3 separate regions of the Mus musculus genome follow, and regions 2 and 3 are each linked to region 1. Evidence: chromatin contacts called from public Hi-C data. All regions are on one chromosome and are shown on one strand. The core of a region is the stretch at or near the end of the contact, and the rest is flanking DNA. Distances in the headings are between cores, read along the strand shown.

Region 1 (3,002 bases), core at 382-2,881:
CTTCCTCCTCCTTCTCTTCTTTCTTCTCCTCCTCCTCTTCCTCTTCTACTTCCTCATCTTCTTTACCTCTTCTTTCCATGGTCTATATCACTTCATTCATTTTTCTCTCTCTTTATTTCACCTTTTCAGTCTGCTGTTACAGTGTGTCCGCAGCCCCTTTGAGCCCATGTGAAGTATATAGCTCAGTTCCGGTTTTGAGTTGTCCAAACGAAATAATGATTTAAAGCTCAATTTTAAAAGAACAGAGAACATTGAAGAATAGCAGCCCAGATTGCTTCAGTGATATTTAGTGGGTGCCAAGTGTAGACAGACTTGTAGACAAGTTCAAGGAAAGCATGCGAGGCTGCTCCAGCTATTATCTAATGAAGGTAGGATTCTATGTCTTGTACAAAAGAAAATCCAAAGTACCAGGGGATTTGACATATGTGCAAGGTTGTGTGTGTGTGTGTGTGTGTGTGTGTGTGTGTGTGTGTGTGTGTGTAAAGAGAAATATAAACTTGGGCTATGGCAAACATTGACAGAGTGAACTTTGGGACTCAGAATTGCAAAGATTTAGTTAGCTAGGAACCTGTCATCTTGTCCCTCGTGGTCTCAAAATGGTTGCCATGCTTCCTGCTTTCATGTATGAGCCCCTCACCAAATACCAGGCACATAAGCCAAAAAACTTTTTCAAATGTCCCACAGTGACAATTTTGCTTTTGTCTTTGGAGCCCTAACATGTGACACTTCTAGATGGGCCCATCGAAAAGCTCAAAAGAAAACACAGATCTTGTTATATAAGAAGATGGGATAATGATGAGGTCATTGTCTGGGAGTGCCCAGAATAAAAGATTAGGTAAGATTTAACCTTCCTGATGCATTAATGAGCTTACATTCCTCTTAAATAATGTAATTGTTTTATGCTACAGATCAGAAAATCCACAAATATTACAAAAAAAATCTATTGTCAACCACAGGCAACCAAAACGTGCATAATTAATGAGAACCTAACTCTGCTTGTCTAGTGTATGCAAATCTATTCATATAGACATGTAGGTGTATCGATATGTGTGCACGAAGTCACACACACACAGCTTGTGGAAGTGAAGCCAAGTGCTTCATTGGAAGGGGGTGTGGCTCAAGGCTGTTCCAGTCACTAGATCTTCATTGTTAACAGTAGTGTGTGCCAATCTATGTTGACAAGCCCTTCTAGTGCATAAGTTGCAGGTACCTTCACGGTGCCACCTAATACTTCAGGGACGTAGCCCCAGAGTTACACTTGAGACTACAGAGCTGATATCCAGTGGTGAGAAAGACGAACACGTGAAGTCATACCAGAGTTCTTCAGAACAGGGAGCTGCAGGGAGGTGCCGCCACAGTGCAGGCCTTCTGTCCCCCTAACTCCAAGCTCTGTCTGCTCTCATCTCTTAGACTTAACTGTATGGCTTTATAGATTATCTGCAGTCTCCGAACCCTCCCTCTGTTTCATTGATTTCTTGATTTCTAGAACAAAATCCTTCAAAGATAAGAAAGATCGGATGCAAACGTTAATGCATCTGGGAAATCGAGGAATGATGCCTATCGGGAGACTAAAGAAATGTCCCAGCAGCGAAATATGCAAATCCACCAGAACAGCCATGCTCCAGTCAGTTTTCTTTGTGATTTGGCGCCACCTTGTGGCCATTACAAGAATCAGCGTAAATACTAATGATGGGACCTCTCTGGGGTTTTAACTAACTAGAATGTCCTACGTTGAGGCAGCAGTTCTCAAAAGCCTCAGTCATGTGGCCCCGTAGATTATTGGCTATCCTAGCTCGGCTAGATTGGCCAAATATGGTGATGTTTGCCTGGGAAAAGCACAGGTAGATATTGCCCTTACGCAGCAGCTAAGCCTAATCAACAGTGTAGGTGAGCAGGTAGTACCAGCAGCTGACCATTCTCCAGACTCATGGACGGGACACACACAAGACCATGATCTTTTGAAGTCACTCTTCTTGCATCATACTGTCCCGAAATTAAGGGGAGTTTAAGTTGAGTGATCACAGGTTAAGCAAATGTTACCAGGATAAATTACTACTACTACTGCTACTACTACTACTACTACTATTACTAGCTTTCAAGCTTTAAGACGAATTAGTGACCATGGATGGACATGTGTGTTGTTTGTCTGCCAATGTTTCCGTGTGTAATTCCATTAACTCTTGTGTAAGATCAGTGCCATCTCTCAATGGCTTTGAAGTTGTCCCCAGTTATGGTCAATACTTGCTCCTTAGTGCTGTGACGTTCAGGGATGTGGTTGTGCGGAAGGATTGGGAGCAAGAGGGTTAAGTCACCAACCCTAATCTTATGGGCTATTGGGAGAGGATTGCGACTTAATAGATGGGACTTGATAAAAAACACAAAACAAAACAAAAACAAAAACAAAAAAACAAAACATAACAGTGGTTTGTTTGGGACATGGCCTTTGTGGCTTTTTGCCTCTGTGGGCACTTTCAAGAACTGGATATTTGGACATTTACTCCCCAAGAATCCGTGTGTCTGCTTGAGATTTCATTTAAATCACCCCTCCATCCATCTAGCCACGGGGCCATCCAGAGCAGGCACGCTGCCAGGGGTGTGTTCCCTTCAAGAGAGATATTTTTTCCCCCAGGGTAGGTTTGGTGAAGTATTGGAGATCTTGAACTGTGTCACAGAAAGCAAAATGGAAACCGAACAGCAATAACAGAGCCAGGGTCACCTGCACTCCAAGCTGCGGAAGGAACCGATGTTTCAATGAGGTGACCCAGGTCCTGCGGAGAGGAGTTGCTATGTGAACAAATAGAATTGTGCTGGGGTTCATAGTTTGTTTGGAAACTTTTGATTAATAACACAGTTTGAGTGATTTTACTTTGTCTTTTGTCCAGGGTTCTGAAAATATTGCAGTGGATTTGGAAAATAAGTGTGTGTGGGGGGGGGGGGGGGGGGCATGAAGCATTTATTTTTCCAGGTCTGTGATGGCCTCTTATCCATCCAGGCATCCAGGC
Region 2 (3,087 bases), core at 231-2,730, 270 kb before region 1:
CATTTCTGAAGAAAACAGTATTATCAGGCATGGAGTTAAGAAGTGTTAGAAGTTACTCAAATGAATTTGGAAAGAGGCCAATAAAAAAGGGAAATTAGGATGATTTTTTTTCTTAAATATAAGTAAGGATGAAATAATTACTTCCTCAAGAGAGACAATAGACAAAGATGGTGGTGTGAGGAGCTAATATACAGCACAGGTTGCCCCACTGCATACAATGCACAACAGAGAGCACTGTGCCCACTGGGGAACTGTGAATGCCGAGGCAAGATTGGTGACAGCTACAAGTCTACTTAAGTCAATGGATTTCAACTGGAGTATGCCTAAGAATGATTTGCATAGGAAGAATGTTGCCTAAGAGAATGAGGAGTCATGAAAATTCAGTAGAGAAAATGAGGAAATTTTGTAACACACACCGGGAACTGTAACAACTTAAAGCAAAGAAGAAAAAGAAAGAAAGGAAAGGAAAGGAAAGGAAAGGAAAGGAAAGGAAAGGAAAGGAAAGGAAAGGAAAGGAAAGGAAAGGAAAGGAAAGGAAAGGAAAGGAAAGGAAAGGAAACTCCTGTGGTCCAACACAAATCATACAGGAACCGGCTTTGAGTCTTGTATGAGATTATTATATAGGCAGGTTATAAATCAATGTTGCTCTAATGGATTACATTGACGTTTTATACATATTTTGTTTTATATTAGTACCCTATTATACTAGATATATATGCATTTTATCAGTTAGGGTTTTTGTTGTTGTTGTTTTACATTAAACAGATGGCTCTTACTGTCCCTTTTATTATAAATGATTAGAATTTGGCTATCCACTCAATATTTTTATTTTGTCTTTCTCGTTTATAATGTCTGTGTTGATAATGAACCTATCCACACATAGAAAAACATACATATATATGCGTAAGTATTATATATAGAAAATTAATTAATCATTTAATATTTTAAAACGAGAAACATATGTAGGTATAGATACAACGTTACATAGCTATACATTTCCTTGCGGAAGGAAGAGACTCATATTTACAGGCATTTATAGAATATTTCTTTCTACAACATTCAGTTCTGCAAGAAAAATAAAATGTCTTTTCTATAAATGCTTCTTTCTTGCGTTTTCCCCCACTCAATGTATTTCTCTTCAATAACAAAAGTACAGTTCGTTTTTAAATGCATTTTTGCATAATGTCACATTAAATGTGGCTTTTAATTATTGGTTTTGATGATTTTTGAAGATTTTTGTATTTAGATGGCATACACATTTTCAATCATGTCTTAATTACTTTTAAAAATGCTGCACTGGCTTAGGGACAAGACAGATAACTTGTTAAGCATTTGAAATTTCTGAGCTGTTTTCTCAGTTCTGGCAGTCACTACCCAAGTCCAGATTGTAACCTCCTTTCTGCCTCCAAAGCCTGCCTTGGCTCCGTGTCCAGCGAGGGATTATGGATTTAGCAAGGAAGGTAAGTGTGACTACAAGCATTGGCTCACCATCTGCTCCCCAGCAGAGCGTGGGCCAACCTGCATCGCCTGCAGCAAGACCAGGGCAGTGTTCTCCAGCCAGCCCTTTCCAACCTGGCTCAAGGCACACTGCACATTCAGTCAGATGATTAGGTCTAAGTAGTCCATATGTAACAGAATATTTTTCCTAAATACCGAAATGAAAACAAAATGAATGCCATTTTTTTTCATTCTCCTTACTCGATACATCAAGTTTTACACAAATAAATACTCTCTTAAGGTTTATGCAAATGATAGAAAAATAAAACTATGCATTATTTAGCAGTTCTTCCTATTTCAAGATCTAACAGACTTTATTCTCAGCATGTTTTTCCCTAGTTTATGCTGGCCTTCTTTTCTGATTCGACTTTTTAATTCATCTTTTTAAATTATTCCTTTTTAAATCATTATCTTATGTGTCTTCATAGATTTTAATGTATTAATCTATTATTAATTTTTACTATACCCAACTTAATCTTAAGTTGTTTAAAGCTCTTTTAAGAGTAAACACTTGCCTGTGCTTTAAAAATAGCTTGTACTTTAATATTTCGTGTACTTGATCCAGTAGTCTCATTCAAGCCTGTCACATAAATTATAATTTTATTGTGGCATTTTGTGCGTGGGATATTTAAGTATCAAACAAGAAGATTAACCTTTGGGTTCAAGAACCAAGATTATTTTTCTATTCATAAGAAGATTTTTTTTTAGTCACCGATATTAACACATTTATTTCTTTTTGAATTTATTTTGTTTCAGGTCAAGAGCTTAAAAAATGATTTCCATAAATGCAAGAAGAGCATGCAGTCTCTGCCTCCTTTATCCCTGTTGCTGATTTGAGGCCAGAGTGAACCTGAAAATAAGCTAAGGAAACAGCTCACCATCTTTACTTAAACTGTTGTCTGCCTGACTGCAGAATGCACACAGAAAACCATGTGAAACAGTATAACCCATAATACAGTATATTAAATTACAACATTGGTCAGTAATGGAAACTTATTCCCAGATATGAATTATTTACAGCCCATTTAAGTAATCCATATTCAGGTGTGGCAATGAAAAAAGTGCAACATAAATCTTTAATGCTGACCGGTTGAGAGAGCAGAGCTGAGGATTACAGACATTTTAAAGGAAAAAAAAAAGAAAAGAAAGAAAGAAAGAAAAAAGCAAAACCTAGACGAATTCATATAGCCTATTCAGTGGCTTGCTGCACCAGCGTGCTAATAAATTGACGGATGGCATGTCAGGGGTAGGAGGTGAAACCCTAGCATTTCTAATAAGGTGGGATCTAACATCACACTACCAAAATAAGGAGTTCTCAACCTGGCTGATACAGGAGACCGCCTGCACCTCTTTTGTCTAGGCGAGTGTTGAAAATGTCATTTTGTAACATCAAAAATCCATGAAGAATTTAATAAAAACAACTGAGTAACTGCATTAGTAATGTAAATGAGCCATGTAGAAGGTGGTATAAAACAGAGAGATGATACTGAAAAGAACTAGTTCTTTATCTTTCGTATGGAATTGTAGCCAGTACCATATTTGGGGAAATAGACTGATCAAAGAAATGCCTTTAACTTTGTATTAGGTTTC
Region 3 (3,010 bases), core at 238-2,737, 310 kb before region 1:
AGGCATATAAAGTTTGCACGACCAATGGGCCCCTTTTTCCACTGATGGCCGACTAGGCCATCTTCTGATTCATATGCAGGTAGAGACATGAGCTCGGGGGGTTGGGGAGGTACTGGTTAGTTCATGTTGTTGTTCCACCTATAGGGTTGCAGATCCCTTTAGCTCCTTGGTTACTTTCTCTAGCTCCTCCATAGGGGGCCCTGTGATTTTAAGGAAAAACTTGGGCAAGTGCTTGAAAATCAAAAGTAATGTAGGAAGTGTCCTGAAAGTGAGGCATGCGAACCGGAAGTGATCAGTGGAATACACTCATCAGGGAATATGGAGTCTGTTCAATGGGACATTGAAATTATTTGTCATGGCTAGTTCTCCATCTCAACTAAGGAATTCTAAGAACAAAATAATGAAGATTTGTTGGGGAAAAAAATCATAGTTTAAAGAAAATAAAAACTCGTGAGATCGATCAACATTCCTTGAATAGCTTTGCATCTTATGTAATTTGGGTAGTTTTTTTTTTTAATGGATTTTGAGGCTTCTATCTCTATAAAGTTCGATTTAATATTTGCAATTATGTCAACACAATTGGATAATATTGGAAGACAGGCATTCTTTTACAAAAAAAGAAAGTACCCAAGAAGCCTGGCCTCCAGAAATTCCTCAGCCAGAAGACAGTCAAAACACAGAAGAACAGAATATTTTCATTGAGGTCCCCAAACAGCCTTCAATTAAGAGAAACAATCGGCTGATGTTTCTCTGTGATGCCAGGAATCTCTGTGCAGTGTTTTTGGGGTTTTTCCTTCTGTCATTCCAACAGAGGCTCTGATTCTATGATTCCGTAATTGTTTAGTAGCTGCCGGGGGTATGCCGTGAATAGTTGTCCCGTTGTGTCTGCATCATTGGGACATGCACACAGACCGAAAAGGAATGGATACTTTTACGTTCAAAATATTCTCATCTTCCAAACTAAAATTAGCCTTGACTCGTTATCCTGGGGAATCACACATTTTTAAAACATCAGAGTTTTTAACGTTCCCAAGAGCGGTAATTCTTTTGTTTTCCCTGTCACTAAGAATCCTTTTCCTTTTGTGAACTCTAAAGAAGCTAAAATACCAGTACCTAGCTGTTTTCTGTTTCCAGCTCTAACTAGATCTGAAATAAAACAACAGAATTTCTGTATATCTGTTTCATCCTACATGGCCTGAGGAATTGCTCAGTCCTTTTGTTGGGTCCTATTACACATATCCTGCATTTCTCATATCATTGTAATAATATTATATGGCAGGCAAAAATATAAAGATAAATGATAATTTGCCAAAAAGATGAAGAAAAAAAAAAAAAAACCCTGAGGTGTTACCTATCAAAAGTTCCCCTTCTGTCTCTGATGCTGCACAGATTGCGATCGTGACAGTAAATCTGGTGCTATTGTTAATGCCATGGCACTTGGGTTTTTGGCTTGCTTTAGTCCAATCTGTGACATGCTTGTGAATATCTTTCTTCTGTTCTGTCTGTATGGCATATGGATTTCTGGGATACAACGTCAGACCTATCCACATAACAAGTGTTCCGAGCACCTTATCATTTTAAAAAGCCAATTACTCAAAAAGACAAATGTGAAATGTTTCACATTTAATGATGAGCAAATCTGCAAAACAAATGCAATTTTGCTCGTTCTAAAAAGTTTAGTTTAACTGTAAATATTGCAATGGAGTCTTGTATGACACACACCACCGATAGCGAAGAGCTCATTTCATACATATTGTATATCATCACTGTCAATTACATCTGCACAGGATTGAAAACGAGGGTGGTGTGAGTAATTAGAAATAAAGAAAATAGAATATTCTAAACTACAAGGCTCTGAAATCACTGCAAAAATGTCACTGCTAACATTGAACACTCTAAAAAAATATTTTGAAAGTCTCACCCAAAAAACTGAAAACTGCATATGTCTGCAGAGGTAAAGGTCACTCATGAAACACTCAACAACAAAAAAATACCAATTCACTTTTTAGAAATATTTGTCAATATGTAAAGAATGTTTTGTACATAAGTTCTCAGTTACTCTTGAATCGGTGGCTGTATGTAATATTCCCACATGGAATGACGTCCTATCAGATACTTTAAAACAAAGATTTAGGGAGGGATTTTATGGGGACAGCTTGAGTGTTTAAATCTTCTGCATGGGAAGCAAAACAAACAAAATACAATAACAATGGTTTTGCAACTGATTTTCCATTTAAGCTTTTATATTTTATTATGATAGAGACAATAGCTGATCCGTAACTAAGCATTTCATCCGTAGCTATCTTATCCTACCTAAGCAAAACAAAGATGAGAATAATCATACAAATCAGAAATAATTCTACCCTTCCATGTCCTGTGTAGGCTGTGTAAATACAGATCACATTTACGTAACTGAGCTCCTTTTTTGTGTTTGTCCACATTCTTCCTGCTTTCTAAAACTGGGAATGCTGGTAACATCATATTATATGACATGAGAAGTGGAATGCACCCAGCACTAATAATTTTAGAAGAAACTCATCTTGATATTTATCATCTAGGAAGTGGGATGGAATTCCCAGGCTTGGATTGTTGGGATATGATGAAGTTCACTCTGTTCTTGGACCCCCTTTCTACATTGAGATGTAGTAAAAATAAATAAATATTAAATAAATAAATAAATAAATATAATAATTAAATAAATGGAAGTCATAAGGTAGCTAGTTAGCTGTCACAAAACACACACACAGAAAAGTCCACTATAATGCTTCTCTATTAGAAGCTGAGGCTAAACATCCCATAGTTCTCTGTGGTGCTTTCCACGTCAGCCATTTTTATACAGTATGTAATTTAGATAAGAAGAGCTAAGCATTCAGTGTACACAGCTTTTTAAAAGGAGAAACAGTGAATCCTAATATTGTTGGCAGTAATTAGTTAAAATAATGTGTCTGTGGTAGGTTCATTTCATATGGATACACGAATTTTCTTTTTACTGTACTGGTGATTGAACCAT

What was found. Hi-C and Micro-C count contacts between places; a contact is called where the count stands out from the background.
Region 2: a contact with region 1 is called in a Hi-C map of cortical neurons, with 4 times the contacts expected there. The contact joins two enhancer-like sites. A contact is called at or near these places in 3 of 39 promoter capture datasets (the HPC-7 cell line, embryonic stem cells and neutrophils), 4 of 484 Hi-C or Micro-C datasets (Th2 cells, cortical neurons, group 2 innate lymphoid cells and 1 more) and 2 of 115 datasets of contacts at active chromatin or transcription factors (embryonic stem cells and regulatory T cells).
Region 3: a Hi-C map of cortical neurons shows a contact between it and region 1, with 1.8 times the contacts expected there. The contact joins two enhancer-like sites. A contact is called at or near these places in 2 of 484 Hi-C or Micro-C datasets (the G1E-ER4 cell line and cortical neurons) and 2 of 115 datasets of contacts at active chromatin or transcription factors (embryonic forebrain and memory CD8 T cells).

What each region holds. Positions count from the first base shown.
Region 1 is chr2:43,721,545-43,724,546 of GRCm38.p6, reverse strand. The region is part of intron 4 of Gm30374 (a long non-coding RNA gene); the gene reads left to right. Among named protein-coding and RNA genes, the nearest start is that of Gm30374, 6.4 kb to the left of the region's middle. Within about 2 kb of position 1,631, at least 26 of the 459 cell types and tissues checked have an H3K27ac peak or open chromatin away from gene starts, as enhancers often do. A contact at or near this core is called in cortical neurons, where this site is marked.
Region 2 is chr2:43,988,419-43,991,505 of GRCm38.p6, reverse strand. All of the region lies in intron 6 of Arhgap15 (Rho GTPase activating protein 15), which reads right to left. Among named protein-coding and RNA genes, the nearest start is that of Arhgap15os, 75 kb to the left of the region's middle. Within about 2 kb of position 1,480, at least 19 of the 459 cell types and tissues checked have an H3K27ac peak or open chromatin away from gene starts, as enhancers often do. A contact at or near this core is called in cortical neurons, where this site is marked.
Region 3 is chr2:44,027,963-44,030,972 of GRCm38.p6, reverse strand. All of the region lies in intron 6 of Arhgap15 (Rho GTPase activating protein 15), which reads right to left. Among named protein-coding and RNA genes, the nearest start is that of Arhgap15os, 36 kb to the left of the region's middle. Within about 2 kb of position 1,487, at least 13 of the 459 cell types and tissues checked have an H3K27ac peak or open chromatin away from gene starts, as enhancers often do. A contact at or near this core is called in cortical neurons, where this site is marked.